3 separate regions of the Sus scrofa genome follow, and regions 2 and 3 are each linked to region 1. The links are chromatin contacts, called in public Hi-C and promoter capture Hi-C maps. All regions are on one chromosome and are shown on one strand. Each heading gives the region's core, a stretch centred on a gene start, on an enhancer-like site or on the middle of the called end of the contact. The rest is flanking DNA. Distances are from core to core; before and after follow the strand shown.

Region 1 (5,096 bases), core at 1,733-4,232:
AGCCTGGGAACCTCCATATGAGGCAGGAAGCGGCCCTAGAAAAGGCAAAAAGACAAAAAAAGAAAAAAAAAAGAAAGAAAAAAGAAAAAATTTGAGATTCACATCTTGAACAGCCATTGTGTCCTGAGAAAAGATTGTAGGCTTAGAGCCAAAAATCCCCAGGTTTAAGTCAGTCTTGACTATGGGACCACAGGCAAGTTACTTTACTTCTAGAGCTTTAGAGTATAATAATTGCTGTGCACAGAGAGCTATTGTGAAGATTTTACTACGTGCTTAAAGCACCTGTCATGGAGAAAAGACTAGATAAATATTAGCCCTCCACCTGACTCTCCTGGACACACCCTGATCACTGCTCCTAAGTTAGCCAGGCCAAGAAGGTCTAGACTTAGATTGGCACACAATCCAAACCCACGAGGTTGTACTGCTATGGAAGCGCCCCTGATGCTAAGCCATATTATCAGCACTGCCTAAGTAATTCTTATTTGACGTGGATCAGATCTTTACCAGAGATTTGTATTCAGCAGGATCACAGCTTAAGAGGAAAAATGAGAAGAAGAATGGTTAAGTTAATAACGGGTTATAAGGTAGACCCTCTGAGAGAAGCTCAAAGAAATTGTCTTTCACTTGGAGAAAAGAAGATTGAAAGGAACAACACTTCAACCATAACCCTTCAACCATAACACTTCAACCTTAACGGGGATAAATAAGTGGCTTAATGGCCTTACTCTCTAAGACAAGAAAAAGAGGAAAAAAGTTGAATTTGCATTAGAGAGGGAGGAAGAGAGAAAGAATGAATTTAAGGCAAAACTTCTCTAAAATATTATGATCAAACACTGGGATAGGTGACCATGGAAGCCTATGGGATTTTCTTTTTTAGACCTCCCCAAAACAGAGAGCCCCTGTTAGTCTGGGCTGCAAGAGGTACTAACCTAGCGAGGTAGTGTGTCCCAGAAATATAAGCAGGAGATGGGTGGGGAATATTGCAGGGCTAGTTCCCAAACCCGGGAAAACAAACCTTAAAGCAGCTTGGGAGCTTTCAAGGAAAAGAAGCAAAGTTAGAGTAATCTGTGACTGGGAGACCCAGAATCCAAATGCATATATAAGAATGAACATGGGGTGTGGGAGTACAGGCAAAGGGGAGTACAGGCAATGATCTATTTTGTCCCCAGGTGGCAGACTTCCCTCCTCCCTGGGGGAGACACCCTACCTTCCCCTCAGTGTCCTTTTCTGTCATAAGAAGTGCTTGGATTAAGCAAACCCTTCTGAGTCCCTTCCAATTCTGAAATAGTGTTTCAAATGGTGACATTGTGGACCAGAGGATGTGTGAGTACATCTTCGAAAGCATGTACCAATGCTTCAAACCCAGGCTGTACTGAATGCATGAGAGCTGCCCAGAGGGCCAATACCTCTGCAAGGGTGAGGGCTGGGGCTCTGGGGTCAGTTATGGGAGGTGGGGTTTGAATCCCTCAGCCTGGAGCAAGTTCCTTTACTTCTCTGAACTTCAAAATCTTCATTTGTGAAAGAGGGATGATAACGTTCCTTTGAAGTCATAAGTTTAAATTAGGTAATGCAAGTAGAATGCTTAGTATAATAAAATCTAATAGATTCCATGTATCAGGCACATAAAGGTCAAGAAAACAGTATCTATTGTGTTAGTATTCTTGAAATGAGAACTTTCTATTTCTCACCCTTTTATTTCCATCTCTATTGAATTTGTAGAAAATACTGCAACCAAATCAGATAGTTTGTGGTGCTGGTGGTGTTTGTTTTTAACACACTTGGCCTTTCTTGTTTTAACAGAATGAATCCTAATTCATCAGGTTTCCTGAATGGCATTAAAATACACCTGCAACTCATGATTACCTCTCTAGCTGCCTCCACGCATTCTCTTTGTCATTTGTAAAGTAGAACTGAGAGTAACTATTTAGCAGCTCTTGTGTGCGGGTCGGTGTCTTTGAATCTTTTTTGTTTGGTTTTGTTTGTTTGTTTCCATTCTTAATAAGCCCCTGCCCTGCGATCAATGCCTGCCCGGCTTAAACGTGGTCACTCGTGGTTCCTCCCGTATTCTCTTGGTGTCACCATTTAATCGCTCTTCTCTTCACCTTGGCCTGTTCCTTTGCAACTTCATCTTGCCCCCTTTAACAGTGTTTCCAACACAACCCCCCCCCCGTTTGATTCTTCATGAGGCTGGATGCCCCAACTCCCAGCTTCACACCGAGCGGCCGCAGGTTGTGCACCGGGCTGATACAGAATTCAGCTCCACCAAGCTGAGAGGGCGCGTCTCCTGGGTCAGGGTGGGGCACCAGGTTATGAGCGGCCTCCTGTCTTTTGGGTTTACTTCCCCGCAGGGGACACCGTAGGCGGCTATGCGGTCCGGCCACTGCCCCCCGCCCCTCGCGTCCGGCCGCGCCGTGGGTTGCGGTCTCTGTGGGGGTGGCAGCTCCCGTACGGGAGGTTTGCGCCTGGCGGGGCACCCCGGAGCCGCGGGGAGCCCAGAAGGGAGGCCAAGGTGGGGTGGGGCGCGTCCGGGCGGGGAGGGCGAACTCAGGCAGCGCAGGGGGCGCCGAGGGCAGCGGGCGGGCGGACGCGCGGCGGAGGAGCGAGAGGGACGAGGGCTGGCTAGTGCCGGGGCCGCCCGCCCGAGGGGGAGGAGGCTGTGCTGCCCTTGCCGCAGGTTTGCTGTCGAGCGCACAGGAGGCAGGGACATGGGTAGGGTGCGGTCTGCGCGGGGCCCGAGCCCGGATCTCTTCCATTTCCCTTCTCACTCGGCCCCGGGCTGCGCCACAGACGGCAGCAGCTCCCGCTCCGCCCCAGCCGCCTGACCGCCGGGCCGGGGTGCTAACCGCGGGGCCCGCCAGCCCGCCGGTCCGGCCAGCCCAGCCCAGCCCGGCGGCCCGCAGCCCCGCCGCCCCCCGCCGCCGCCGCGTTGCCAAAACAAACGGGCCGGCCTATTTATTGGCGGCCGGCGAGCCGGGCAGCTCAGAGTCGAGGCGCCGAGGGGGACAGCGCGCCGCCACCAGCCAGGGCCCCGGGCCCCCGCCCCGCACCTGAGTCCCGCCAGCCCTGCGCCACGCCGCGCAGCTCATGGCGCCCCCACCTGGAGCCCCCCGGAGCCACCCGGACGCCTGAGCCCTCGCAGCGCTCCCGTCGACTTGCCCACCCATCAGCCCACCAGGCGTCCTCGCCCGCCGCTCTCCCGGGCTTCCCGGCCATGTCTCCCGCCCGGCTCCGGCCCCGACTGCGGTTCTGCCTGCTGCTGCTGCTGCTGCTGGTGCCGGCGGCTCGGGGCTGCGGGCCGGGCCGGGTGGTGGGCAGTCGCCGGCGGCCTCCGCGCAAGCTCGTGCCGCTCGCGTACAAGCAGTTCAGCCCCAATGTGCCGGAGAAGACCCTGGGCGCCAGCGGGCGCTATGAAGGCAAGATCGCGCGCAGCTCGGAGCGCTTCAAGGAGCTCACCCCTAACTACAATCCCGATATCATCTTCAAGGACGAGGAGAACACCGGCGCCGACCGCCTCATGACCCAGGTGAGCGCGACCCGCCCTCGCAGGGCGCCTCCGCCGCCGAAGCACCGCCACCTGCCCGGCCCTACCCGCCCCCTGGCACCTTTCCTTGACTGGCTGGCACGCCCCCTGGCACCTGCCCCTCTCGCCAAGCCCGGATGCCTCCTGCCCAAGATGGGCCGGCCGGGGTCCCGGTGGAATGTTGGCACCCTCGAGCCCTCAGGAGGCTGTGAGAAGAGCTGCCCGCTGCCAAGCGCCACAGCCCAGCGGGTTGGCGGTGGCCCCTCTGCCCCGGAGCGCTGGCAGCTCAGGTCAGACGCAGCACCTGGAGGTACCTCTACCCGACTGCCTCCTGAGCCTCCAGGACGCACCTCCCGGGCTATCCTTGCGCACCTCTGCGCCCCTTTCATTTCGAGGCCTCGGCACCCCCCAAGGCGAAGAAGCTCCGGGCACGGAGGGCCTCCCCGGCCTTTCCTCCCCGCGCACTCTTGGTTCGCTGCGCTGCCCTCTCCTGGAGCAGCGTCCCGGCGGGGTCCGGGTTTAGGGAACAGCGGGGAATAGTAGAGCCAGGAGACGGAGGTGGGAAAGGGCGCTTGCCCGGCGAGCCCACGTGTCTGTCCCGAGAGCTGAGCGGCGCGGCTGCAGTTGAAGGTGGGGTGCCGGGCCTCCGGGTTCTGGAACCGAACTTGGGGATCCCTGGGTTTGGTGGCGGGGTTGGCTTGAAAGAGAGGGTCTGAGATGCGGGGCAGCCCCACAGCGGAGCTAGTCTGCTCGGAACAGGACCAGAACACGACCCAAGCGCCGGGGAAAGGGTGGGGTGGAGGTGGGGAACAAACTTTCTCCCCAGCAGCTGGGTTCGCAAGGGAAGTGACCTACGTGTCCCCTTCCTCAGTGGTCTCCCGGGGCTTCCACCGCAGGCTAGCAGCCCGTTTTCTAGGTGCTTTGGGAAGGACAGCTAGACTGCGGCCCTCAGCATGCGCCCTGGCGCCGGGGCTGGCTGGCCGGTGTCGGGGCGAAGGTTGGCTTGTGGCCGGGCCGGGCCGGGCGCCGAGGAATGCAGATAAGGATCCGGGCCACGGGCTGGGCAATCATTGACAGCGCGCGCCCGGGCTCTGGACCCGAGGAAAGGGGCGGGAGAGGGAGAGAGGGGCGGGGAGCAGGGGCCGCGGCGGGCGGATTAGGTGGGTGGGTGGTTAGAAGCCTGGCGGCAAAGAGCACATGGAGCTCCCTCCTGGGGCAGTGAGATCCCCCAGCTAGACTGCAGCCTGGCAGGACCCGTCAGGGCCTTGGGTTGTAGCTGCTGTTGGCCTCTCAGAGACCAAGTCCAAGGGTCTGTGGGGCCTGGGCTCCGAGAGGTAGGGGTAGTTTGAGACATGGGCTGCCCACACTTGGCAGCGTCTGGCACCTCAAAGTTAAGGACAGTGGAAGGGCCTCTTCTCCAAGACCCCTCTCCCCAGTCAGCTGCGGGGTCCCTTGGGTGGCCCTTGCCTGGAAGGCCCTCAGGGAGCCAACACAGACAATGATCTCTGCCGTCCTTCCCCCAGGGCCGGCTCAACTCCCACTCCGTGAGAGGCGGAGCGTGAAGCCGGTTCCCTGA
Region 2 (5,096 bases), core at 1,124-3,623, 190 kb before region 1:
ATGGTTCCTGGGCCCCTTGGAACCAACTAGAAACCAAAGACCTGCTCCTCAACTCCACAGTAGGTACAGAGCAGCACCCCTCCCCACCCCGAATTCCCACCCACATGCTCCTCACCCAGACATCAGTCCGCTCGTCGATGACACAGTGGCTCTGCACAGAAAAGAGCTCCGGGGCTCGGTAGGAGATGGTGCACCGCTGGGCTGCCCAGTCCTGGAACAGTGGCCCCAGAGCTCAAAAGGTGGGGCACAGGTCATGGTCATGTGACCAAACTGGGGCATTGCAGTTTGGGGAACAGGTGGGCAAAGGAACCTGGAGACTCTTACCTGCAGGGCCAGAGCCTGGCGGGAGCCCTCCACGTGGATGCACGCTTGATTCATGGAACCCAAGTCCATTAAAACCGGCTGCCCCTCATCTCCAAGCAAGATGTTTGTGGGCTTCAGGTCCCTGCAGGGAAGTGGAAATGATCTGTGAGCAGCCCTGGACGGGGAGGCTGGACTCCTAGGGGGGCAAAACAACCGTGAGGGCTGTCCCTTGGAGGAGTGCAGAGACCTCTCATTTCTCTTGATGAGGCTCTTCCTTTCTGCCCAGCAAGTACACGGGAGCCTCCCACTGACCTGTGGGCATAACCCTTGGCATGAATGGCCTCAAGGCCTCTGCAGATACCCAGCAACAGCCGAAGGATTTGCTCTTCAGTTAGGAAGTTGCCTTTGTCTTTCAGCTTTTCTATCTCATTCCACAGCGTGCCTCTCTGCAAAACAAGTTTCCCCACAGTTGAGGTTTTTGAGCCTCTGCTTCTTCAGCCTGATCCCTTCCCTATGCCAAAGACCATCAACCCTTTCACCGAACACCACACAGTCCCATCTGGGTCCCTTAAACCCCAAATCTGAAGTGGTCAAACCAGGACATGACCTCTGCTTCCAAATGTGCTTGACCGTCACAAAGCCCTTGGCAAGTGGCTCTGTTGCAACCCCCTCCATAGCCAGGAGACTTTCTGACCTTGAAGAAGGGCAGCAGCAGCCAGGCCTCATGTTTAGTGCCTCGCTCCCTCAGACAATAAGCCACAAGGCGAAGGATGTTGGGGTGATGGAAGAGGCGGTGCATGTCTGCTTCTCGTTGGGCCTCCTCCCGGTCCTGCTGCTCATGACACAGGATTCGCTTCAGGGCGTAGAACTGTCCATCACGTAACCCCTCCACTAGGTCCACATAGCTGAACCCACTGTCGGCCAAAGGGGTCAGTGAAGGACCATGGTCATCACCCATACTGCTTAAACCCAGAGGAATTCCCTGGGGAGAGGAGGGGAGTGTTGTTCCCATTTAGTAGCAACCTTCCCAAGGTGTGTCTCTAAAAAGAAGTCTGAGCTCAATAGCAGGGACAGTCATCTTTGTGGTCCTACGGTCTTAACACAGTGCTCTGCACAAGATAGATGCTCAATAAATATTAAATAAATCACAGTCAATATTTATCAAGTGCTATGAACCAAGCAGTAGGTGAGATGTTTGATATGCATGATCTAATTTAATCCTCACAGCCCTACCAGGGAAGCATAATTAGCTCTAATAAGCAGAGGAAAAAAACCACGGCTTATCAAGGTAATACATGGCGAATCTAGGAGGCCTGGCTCCACAATCCACTTTCTTGACCACCACGTAGCTGGGCTCTGTCAGGTGAGTTAGAGGCTAGAGAGAAAACCTTTATGCCCGGATCATGTGCACACTGATGTCCTTCAAATACCCTGGGGACCAGCAAAGTGATTTTCGAACACTCACCCCTCCCCCAGTTTCTGGATGAAGAGGTAGCGCTTATTGTCAATGATGACAGTTCCCCGAGAGCAGACACACAGTGCATGGCCCATAGTGTTTCAGTCATTCTCTTCAAGGACGGTCTGAGGCTGCCAAAGGGTTCGTCCAAGTTAAGTGGTCTTTTTCAGGCAAGGTGCTGGAGGTCCAGCGGATCATGCTGGAAGGAAAGGAATGGCGGGGTCGGGGGCCGGGTTCAATCCAGAAGACCCCCTGAAATGCCAACGTGGAGCGCTCAGGCCCAGGTCTCGGAACCTAGAGAAAACGCGCCCTGGCAGGGCACTCCAAGAAGCTGAGGCCAGGGGGCTTAAAGCAGGCCTTGCGCCGACTCCCAGGCCGCTTCCTCCCACCCCGGCCCACCTTTGGGCGGCCCCTATTCCCACGCCCGTCTGGCCTCAAAGGCAGGGACTAGGGTAGTTCCAGGCGGAGATGCGAGTCCCGTGCCCACCCCTTGCAGAACCCTCCCCAGGTCTTGGCGCGCAGAGCGCCCGGCGGGCAGGCCAGGAATCCCCACTAACCTGTGCTAAGCTGGGGGTGGGGAGCGTCAGGGACCGGAAGCATCGGTTACGTCATCAGTCCGCGCCGCCGTAACGGCCAGCGGTATCCTAGCAACCGCCTGGCACTCGGACGATGCGGGGGCGCAGAGCTGAGAGGCCAGGGGCTGGCTAGGCCTGCCGGAGGACGGGTCCCAGGACCCGGGTGAGGGTTCCACGCCTGGCCTTCAGTGGGGGTCAAGACGCGGACACCTACGCCAAAGGGGAGTAAAGCCGGGCTCGGCCCCGAGCCCCCAGGACCTCCATCTCCCAATGCCGGAGGTAGGAGGCCTCATACCTCCCGCGCTGGGTGACTGACTAGTGTCAAGCCCGGAGGGGGATGCTCAGAGGGGCGGGTGCTGGCGGCCTGGACCCCTGAACTCTGATCAGTACAACCTTGGGGCCTCTTGCCTGTATCCCATTACCATCGCCTCAGTGGTTAAGAGCTCAGGCTAAGGTCTGAATCTTGTCTTAATAGTCCACTAGTTGTGTGACCTGGATGAGTTAATTTAACCTCTCAGAGCCTCACTTTCCCTAACTGTAAAATAGGTATATAGTGCCTAAGGTTAAGTGCATGAACTGTGAGGCCAGAATGCCTTGTTGAAATCCCAGCTCTACTAAGCTAGTTGTATGACCTTGGACAGGCTACGTACTATTACTACCCCTCAGTCTCCTCATCAGTAAAATGGGAATGATAATAATCTACCTCACTGAGTTGTTTGAAGATTACAGGAGATGTAAAGTGCTTAGCACATATTTGATGCAGAGCCCTCAGTCGTGTCAATAAGCATAAATAATAGTTATTATTACTACCCCGATCCTCACATCCCAGGCTTGGGACTTTGAAGACATGAGTAGTGGAAATTCACAAATTTCCAAGCCTTGGAACCAAGCAGTTGTCCTTGATGTCTTGCCAAGTCAGGCAGGCAGGGATAGATTGGAAAGAGGAACACATGCACAAAAAGATAGGATGACCTGGATGGTTTCTTGCTGAAAGAGGACTTTCCAGGAGAAAGATCCCTCTTGTAACCTGGTCCCCTGACCCCTGCACATTCTGGGAAGATCTTCCTCTGGTTTCCCTCGATTCTGAACCTATTTTGGCCCCCTGGTTCTGACATTCATCTAAATTTAACATGCTCTATGGCAGGCCCTGTGCTAGAAGCAGAGGATTCAGGCTGGACAAGGCCCTCCCCACCCTCAGGGGCTCAGTGTAGTAGAGCACTACTTCTCAGTCTGGAATGTGCTCAGGAGCACCTGGAAATCTGGTTAAAATACAAGTTCTGTTTATGTGCTTCAATACAATTTATATTTTTAAATCAAAAACAAAAACGCTAGAGCTCCCATCGTGGCTCAGTGGTTAACAAATCGAACTAGGACCCATGAGGTTGAGGGTTCAATCCCTGGCCTTGCTCAGTGGGTTAAGGATCCGGTGTTGCCATGAGCTGTGGTGTAGGTTGCAGACTCGGCTTGGATCTGGCACTGCTGTGGCTGTGGCATAGGCTGGCAGCTACAGCTCCGGTTAGACCCCTAGCCTGGGAACCTCCGTATGCCGCAGGTACAGCCCTAGAAAAGACAAAACAAAACAAAACAATACAAATTCTGATTCTATAAGTCTGAGGTAGAATCTGAGACTCTTGAATTCCTAACAAGCTCCCAGGTGATGTTGATACAGCTGGTTCATGAACTGCACTTTGAGTAGCAAGATGTGGAGGAGTTTTACAATAACTAACAGAGTAACGGATGGCTGCAAGCTAGAGACAAAGTCCAGACTGACTGCCTGGCAACTTGAGGTGATCTCCGCCCACTTGCTCCCTGCGGTTCCCTCCCAGGAATCTGCCACGTGACAGTCGGACCACCGTCTCTGAAGAGCCCTAAAAGTGCCATGGCTCCCGAGAAGCCTTTCTGCCTACCCTCCCTGCTGCTGCCGCTCCTGACACTGCTGCTGCCGCCCCAGGTAAGATGAGAGGATCAAACCAGCCAGCTGGGTGCAGTGGGACGGGATCGGATCTGATGGAGGAGAGAACGAAAAAGTGAAAACAAAACATTGGGAGGGGCTCGTTCCATCTCCTCCGTTCTTGACAGACGCTGACACCGCCCTCCCCCCCCCCCCCCCCGACTCCAGACTCCTGCTGAGCATGGTCTCTCCCTTTGCAGGCAGACACTCGGTCGTTTGTAGTGGATCGGAACCACGACAGATTCCTCCTGGATGGGGTCCCGTTCCGCTACGTGTCTGGCAGCCTGCACTACTTCCGGGTACCGCGGGTGCTGTGGGCAGACCGGCTTTTCAAGATGCGAATGAGTGGCCTCAACGCCATACAGTTGTAAGAAGTGCTCACAAGAGCCGTGGAAGGGTGGGATTTACACTTCTTACCACCCCCTTAAGAAGGGGATCGCGACAGGAAGATTGGCTGGGTATGAGAGGGGTTCTAGCTCCTGGGCCTCCAGGCTAAGGGTGGGAAAGGGCAGGCCAGGACCTCCTTCCAACAGCTCCTGGAGATTCCCTGCCAGGCCTTCCCAGCATCTCCCCACCTTGGGCCCTGTTAACCTCTTCCTTTCTCAGTTATGTGCCCTGGAACTACCATGAGCCAGAGCCTGGGGTCTATAACTTTAATGGCAGCCGCGACCTCTTTGCATTTCTGAAAGAGGCAACTTTAGCGAACCTGTTGGTCATACTAAGACCAGGACCTTACATCTGTGCAGAATGGGAATGGTGAGTTAACTGGAGAAGGGATAGAAACAAAGCCACCCAAGTGGGGTTCCTAGAC
Region 3 (5,096 bases), core at 1,237-3,736, 160 kb before region 1:
CCGCCGGGAGAGTGATGAGAGTGGGGAGAGTGCCCCTGAAGAGGGGGGAGAGGGCGCCCGGGCCCCCCAGCCTATCCCCCGCTCTGCCAGCTATCCCTGTGCCACACCTCGGCCTGGAGCACCTGAGACCACCGCCCTGCAGGGGGGCTTCCAGAGGCGCTACGGAGGCATCACAGGTAGCCACTGGGGGTACAGGACACAGAGCTTTCAGGGAACAGGGGTTCTTCCTCTAGGAAGGAAGAGATCAGAAGGACCAGATCCAGGGCAACTAATCCCTGCCCTGCACCCCCACCACCCCAAGCAGCCCAGAACCCTTCTCCTCAGTCCTGTTTGTGTTCCTTCTAAGAGTATTTACTTGTGTCTTTAGACCCTGGCACAGTGCCCCGGGCCCCCTCTCACTTCTCTCGGCTGCCCCTTGGAGGATGGGCTGAAGACGGGCAGTCAGCATCAAGGCACCCAGAGCCCGTGCCCGAAGAGGGCTCCGAGGATGAGCTTCCACCTCAGGTGCACAAGGTAAGGGTTCTAAGACTCGAGAATGACTGCCAGAAGTAGTCACTTCCAGGCTGGGGTCAGAGCGTCTCCTGAAGGAAGGCAGGCCTCCTGTGCGGAGACACTGCAGCTCCCCTCCAAACACTTCCCTTTGGAGTTCCCGTTGTGGCGCAGTGGTTAACGAATCCAACTAGGAATCATGAGGTTGCTGGTTCGATCCCCTGGCCTTGCTCAGTGGGTTAAGGATCCGGCGTTGCCGCGAGCTGTGGTGTAGGTCGCAGATGTGGCTCGGATCCCGCGTTGCTGTGGCTCTGGTGTAGGCCGGCAGCTACAGCTCCGATTCAACCCCTAGCCTGGGAACCTCCATATGCCGCGGGTGCAGCTCTAGAAAAGGCAAAAAAAAAAAAAGGCAAATACTTCCCTTTCCTTCCTCACCTGCTGTGAAATCCAGGACCTGATTGTTCCTTTTCTTCCCTCCCCAAGAATCCAGTTTTCCTGTTCCTTTATCTCAGGCTTCTCTTGTGGAAGCAGGTAACTGAAGACAATCTCTACTACCAAGGCTTTTCTCTCCACAGGTATAGACAAGGCTGAAGGGGGTCCCTATGCCCCAGGATGGAGGCACCGTTGCCCTGCCATCCCATCTGCCCGCCATGGAGGGCTCCTCAGAGTGTTGCCTGGCTCCACGCGTGTGGTGTTTGTGTGTCCGTGCCTGGCCAAGGGAGGTGCCAACACTGGGCTCGCCGAGAGATTGGGGGCCTAGGAATCAGGGCGCACAGGACTCTAGCCTCATCCCCAGGACCCCCCTTGGCTCAGAGTGTGGTGCTAGAAACTGGTCCCCAGCCCAGCCCCAGTACTGCCACCTTTGCACCCACCCTTGCAGATCTCCAGAGGACTGCCCACCACAGAAGCTGCCAAGCAGGGAGAACACGTGCCAACTGTGGAGTGGGGAGGAGGTTGGGCCTGGACCCTCGACCTCTATAGCCTCTCTTCCCCTACCCTGAACAGACGAGCAGCTCAGGCTGTGGCCCTTACCTCACCCCCAGTTCTCTCCCAGTGCTGCAGCCTGCTCACCTCTCCCCTGCTTCCCGCACATCACTGGCATGTGTGCCGCTTGTTCCTGCTTGTTCTCGTTCTGTTGGCTCGCTCCCCTTCTGTTAAGCTTTTGCTTTGCGTTGGTGTGGAGGCTCTCACTCCCAGCTCCCGTCACGCTATCTTTTGACACTAAGAAGGAAGGTTTACGAAATTGCAGGAGCGGGATGGAAATTCTTTGCTGCCCTCTCCAATGTTAGGATGGACCCCTGGGGGGGGGGGGACAGAGGCCTTCCTGGCCCCCCTGCTGCTTATGGTACCTCCCCACCACCTGCACATGGGACGGACAGGGCTGGAGTATGCCCTTGGTTATCTCCCAGGACGAGAGCTGTGGCCTGCATCCCGCTGTCCCCTAGAGGGGGATGGAGGGCGACAGGACTGCTTCGCCCAGGGCTTTGGGCTGCCGCATTGCATGCTGGGACCCAGCTCCTTGTGAAGTCCGCCTCACCCTTCACCCAGCTCCGTCCACTGCGAGTGAGCGGTGAACTACGCTGTCTAAATTCACGGTGGAACGGGGTGGGGACCGTGTATAGCTTGACAACCCTTAATAAAGAAGGGACTTTGACCTGGTCGCGTATTGTTGTCTCGTCCGCCCGGCTAGGGTTCTGGGGACAATGGGCATAGGGTGTGTGTGGCTCACCCAGGTGGCGGGGGGGCCAGGTCGGCCCTGCAGGAAAGCGGGCCTATGCGGTCGCTTGGATATACCGACCTAGTCGGAGAGCAGGAGAGCAGCTTCTAATCCACGGTTCGGTGGAGGTCAAGGACTCCGGCAGGACGTGCGGTCAGATTTCCCGCCCTGAGCACGTGACCATGCCGACTCCGCCCGTCTATTTTGCCTTCCCTGGCATGCACCATTTTCCCCCGCCCCTTCGGGGACACTCGGCCAATGGGGACCCTGAGTAGGGGCTGGGAGGGCGGGGCTGCCGCTGAAGAGAGCGGCTGGAGTGGAGCGCCGAACGTTCCTGCAGGCCGGCACTTGACCCGAGGGTCCCTGCCGCGAGCGAGGGGCAGACGGCTGCGACGGCGTACGTGCCCGGCGTGAGTGCGTGGCGGCGGCGCGTGCGCGACCTGAGTGGGTGGTGTGGCCGGGTCCACGTGCGTCCCTACCCTGCGACCCCAGCAGCTTAGCGCCGGGAGGCTCTATGACCCGAGATACCCGGGATTCCGCTCCCAGCCCCCAGCGGCCGATCCGGTTCTCCTGTCCCTTAGTCCCCGCAGCCCCTGCCGGAGGCCACGCATTACCATGGTGACTGTGGGTAACTACTGCGAGGCCGAAGGACCCGCGGGTCCGGTCTGGGTGAAAGGCCTCAGCCCCTGCTTCTTCTTCACGCTTGTGCCCTCAATGCTGATGGGCCTGGGGGCTCTGGCCTTGGTGCCGGTTCTTCCCTGCAAGCGTCCGGAGAGGCCTGATGGCGCCGATGCGGTGTCCTGGGCGGCCGGTCCTCGTGTCGCTCCCTACGTGCTGCAGCTGCTTCTGGCCACACTTCAGGTGGCGCTGCCCCTAGCCGGCCTCATTGGCCGGGTGGGCACTGCCCAGGATGCCCCACTGCCCGGCTACCTGTTGCTGGCTACTGTATTGGGAACTGTGGCCAGCGCCTGTGGCCTGGGGCTGCTTGTGACTGAGCGGAACCAGGCACGGCAGAAGCTGGCGATGGGCGTCTGGATCAAGTTCACGCACAGCCCGGGTCTCCTGCTCCTCTGGACAGTGGCTTTTGCAGCTGAAAACTTGGCCCTGGTGTCTTGGAACAGCCCACAGTGGTGGTGGGCAAGGGAGAACTTGAGCCAGCAGGTGAGGGACCTTGTGGTGGTAGGGGAGGCATGGCTAGCAGGGGCGGGGAAGAAGGACCACAATTCTGGTCACACTGGCTCCAGGCTTCCAATGCCTCTAAGGGAAGAAAGGAGGGGCCCGCCCTCCCTGCTGGGTGCTGGGAGCTGATAGCCAGCTGGTGGGGAGTGGCTGTGCTGAGTCACTGTGGATTTTTTTTAAAGCCTACTAGATGCTGGGGCCCTGAGGAGGACCTGGGTGTGTGCCCTACACCAGTCCCCAGCCCTGGTATAAGTAGTAACAATAGGATTTTGGCCTTACTTGATATTCTCCCCATGCGTTTAATTGTAGGTTCAGTTTAGCCTGTGGGTGCTGCGGTATGTGGTGTCTGGAGGGCTTTTTGTCCTGGGACTCTGGGCCCCTGGGCTTCGTCCCCACTCTTACGCCTTGCGGGTCAATGAAGAGGATCAAGACATAGAGAGGAGCCAGGTACACAGCAATTTCTGAACCTTAGGGTCCCTCTTAATTCCATTCCCTGTCATTTCTTCCCACCGTAATAAATTCTTTCCCAAATCTCAGTTTGTGCCCTGTTAACCTTTCTGACCTCATCAGGAATCACTTGTGGGTCTAAGTTACGTGGGAGCTGTAAGCCTCTATGTGTTCCCTGGGGGGTTTCTGGCTGGTGCGCTTCATTTTATTTATTTATTTATTTGGCTTTTTAGGGCCGCACCCATAGCATATGGAGGTTCCCAGGCTAGGGTCAAATCCTACGCCACAGCCACCGCAACATCAGATCGATCCAAGCCGTGTCTGCGACCTATACCACGGCTCACGGCAACACCAGATCCTTAACCCACTGAGCAAGGCTGGGGATCGCACCTGCAACCTCATGGTTACTAGTCAGATTCGTTTGTTTGTTTATTTATTTATTTATTTATTTATTTATTCATTTATTGCCTTTTCTAGGGCTGCTCCTGTGGCGCATGGAGGTTCCCAGGCTAGGGGTCTAATTGGAGCTGTAGCCACAGGCCTACACCAGAGCCACAGCAATGCGGGATCCGAGCCGCATCTGCAACCTACACCTCAGCTCACGGCAATGCCAGATCCTTAACCCACTGAGCAAGGCCAGGGATCGAACCCGCAAACCTCATGATTCCTAGTCAGATTTGTTAACCACTGAGCCACGACAGGAACTCCCTAGTGTGCTTCATTTTGATCTGAGCTCACCTCCCTGTGTCTCACCATCCTAGGTTCAGTCAACAGAGGGGCCACCACAGTCCACCTGGCGAGACCTTGGCCGGAAGCTCCGCCTACTGAGTGGCTACCTGTGGCCTCGAGGGAGTCCAGCTCTGCAGTTGGTTGTGCTCCTCTGCCTGGGGCTCATGGGGTTGGACCGAGGACTGAATGTGTTGGTCCCCATCTATTATAGGGACATAGGTGAGAGGGAGGAGGGGTGTCAGCTCGGCACTCTGCTCTTTCATTGGTCTGGTTGGTGGGGGGACCCTTACCTTGGGAGGTGAGACGGAGTCTGGGTAGCCAGTCAGAAAGAGGCTGTGGCCAGTGTCTGGGGCAGATTTTCCTGAAGAGAGTCCTAGGGGCCCTAAGTGGGCTCAGACTCGTTTTCTCCACAGTGAACTTGCTGACCCAGAATGCACCGTGGAGCTCCCTGGCCTGGACTGTCACCACTTACGTCTTTCTCAAGTTCCTCCAGGGGGGTGGCACCGGCAGCACGGGTATGAGGCACTCTGCTCTC

Evidence for each region. Promoter capture Hi-C pulls out the DNA fragments that hold promoters and counts their contacts. Hi-C and Micro-C count contacts between places; a contact is called where the count stands out from the background.
Region 2: a contact with region 1 is called in a Hi-C map of liver, with 2.0 times the contacts expected there. The contact joins the promoter of GLB1L here to the promoter of IHH in region 1. A contact is called at or near these places in 1 of 5 promoter capture datasets (liver) and 1 of 47 Hi-C or Micro-C datasets (liver).
Region 3: a promoter capture Hi-C map of liver shows a contact between it and region 1, with 3 times the contacts expected there. The contact joins the promoter of ABCB6 here to the promoter of IHH in region 1. A contact is called at or near these places in 1 of 5 promoter capture datasets (liver) and 1 of 47 Hi-C or Micro-C datasets (liver).

What each region holds. Positions count from the first base shown.
Region 1 is chr15:121,088,007-121,093,102 of Sscrofa11.1, reverse strand. It overlaps IHH (indian hedgehog), which reads left to right and starts at 2,982. Exons shown (of 4, transcript NM_001244470.1): 1 at 2,982-3,523. The coding sequence starts at 3,212.
Region 2 is chr15:121,282,368-121,287,463 of Sscrofa11.1, reverse strand. It overlaps GLB1L (beta-galactosidase-1-like protein), which reads left to right and starts at 2,373. Exons shown (of 18, transcript XR_002339314.1): 1 at 2,373-2,613; 2 at 4,161-4,285; 3 at 4,486-4,652; 4 at 4,892-5,041. It overlaps STK16 (serine/threonine-protein kinase 16), which reads right to left and starts at 2,399. Exons shown (of 9, transcript XM_013984521.2): 1 at 2,317-2,399; 2 at 1,769-1,958; 3 at 998-1,217; 4 at 616-749; 5 at 325-445; 6 at 116-211. The coding sequence starts at 1,854.
Region 3 is chr15:121,251,740-121,256,835 of Sscrofa11.1, reverse strand. ABCB6 (ATP-binding cassette sub-family B member 6, mitochondrial) reads left to right here and starts at 2,486. Exons shown (of 20, transcript XM_005672225.3): 1 at 2,486-2,616; 2 at 2,788-3,367; 3 at 3,695-3,832; 4 at 4,594-4,780; 5 at 4,975-5,076. The coding sequence starts at 2,822. It overlaps ATG9A (autophagy related 9A), which reads left to right. Exons shown (of 14, transcript NM_001190275.1): 12 at 1-176; 13 at 368-513; 14 at 2,380-2,481. The coding sequence ends at 2,481.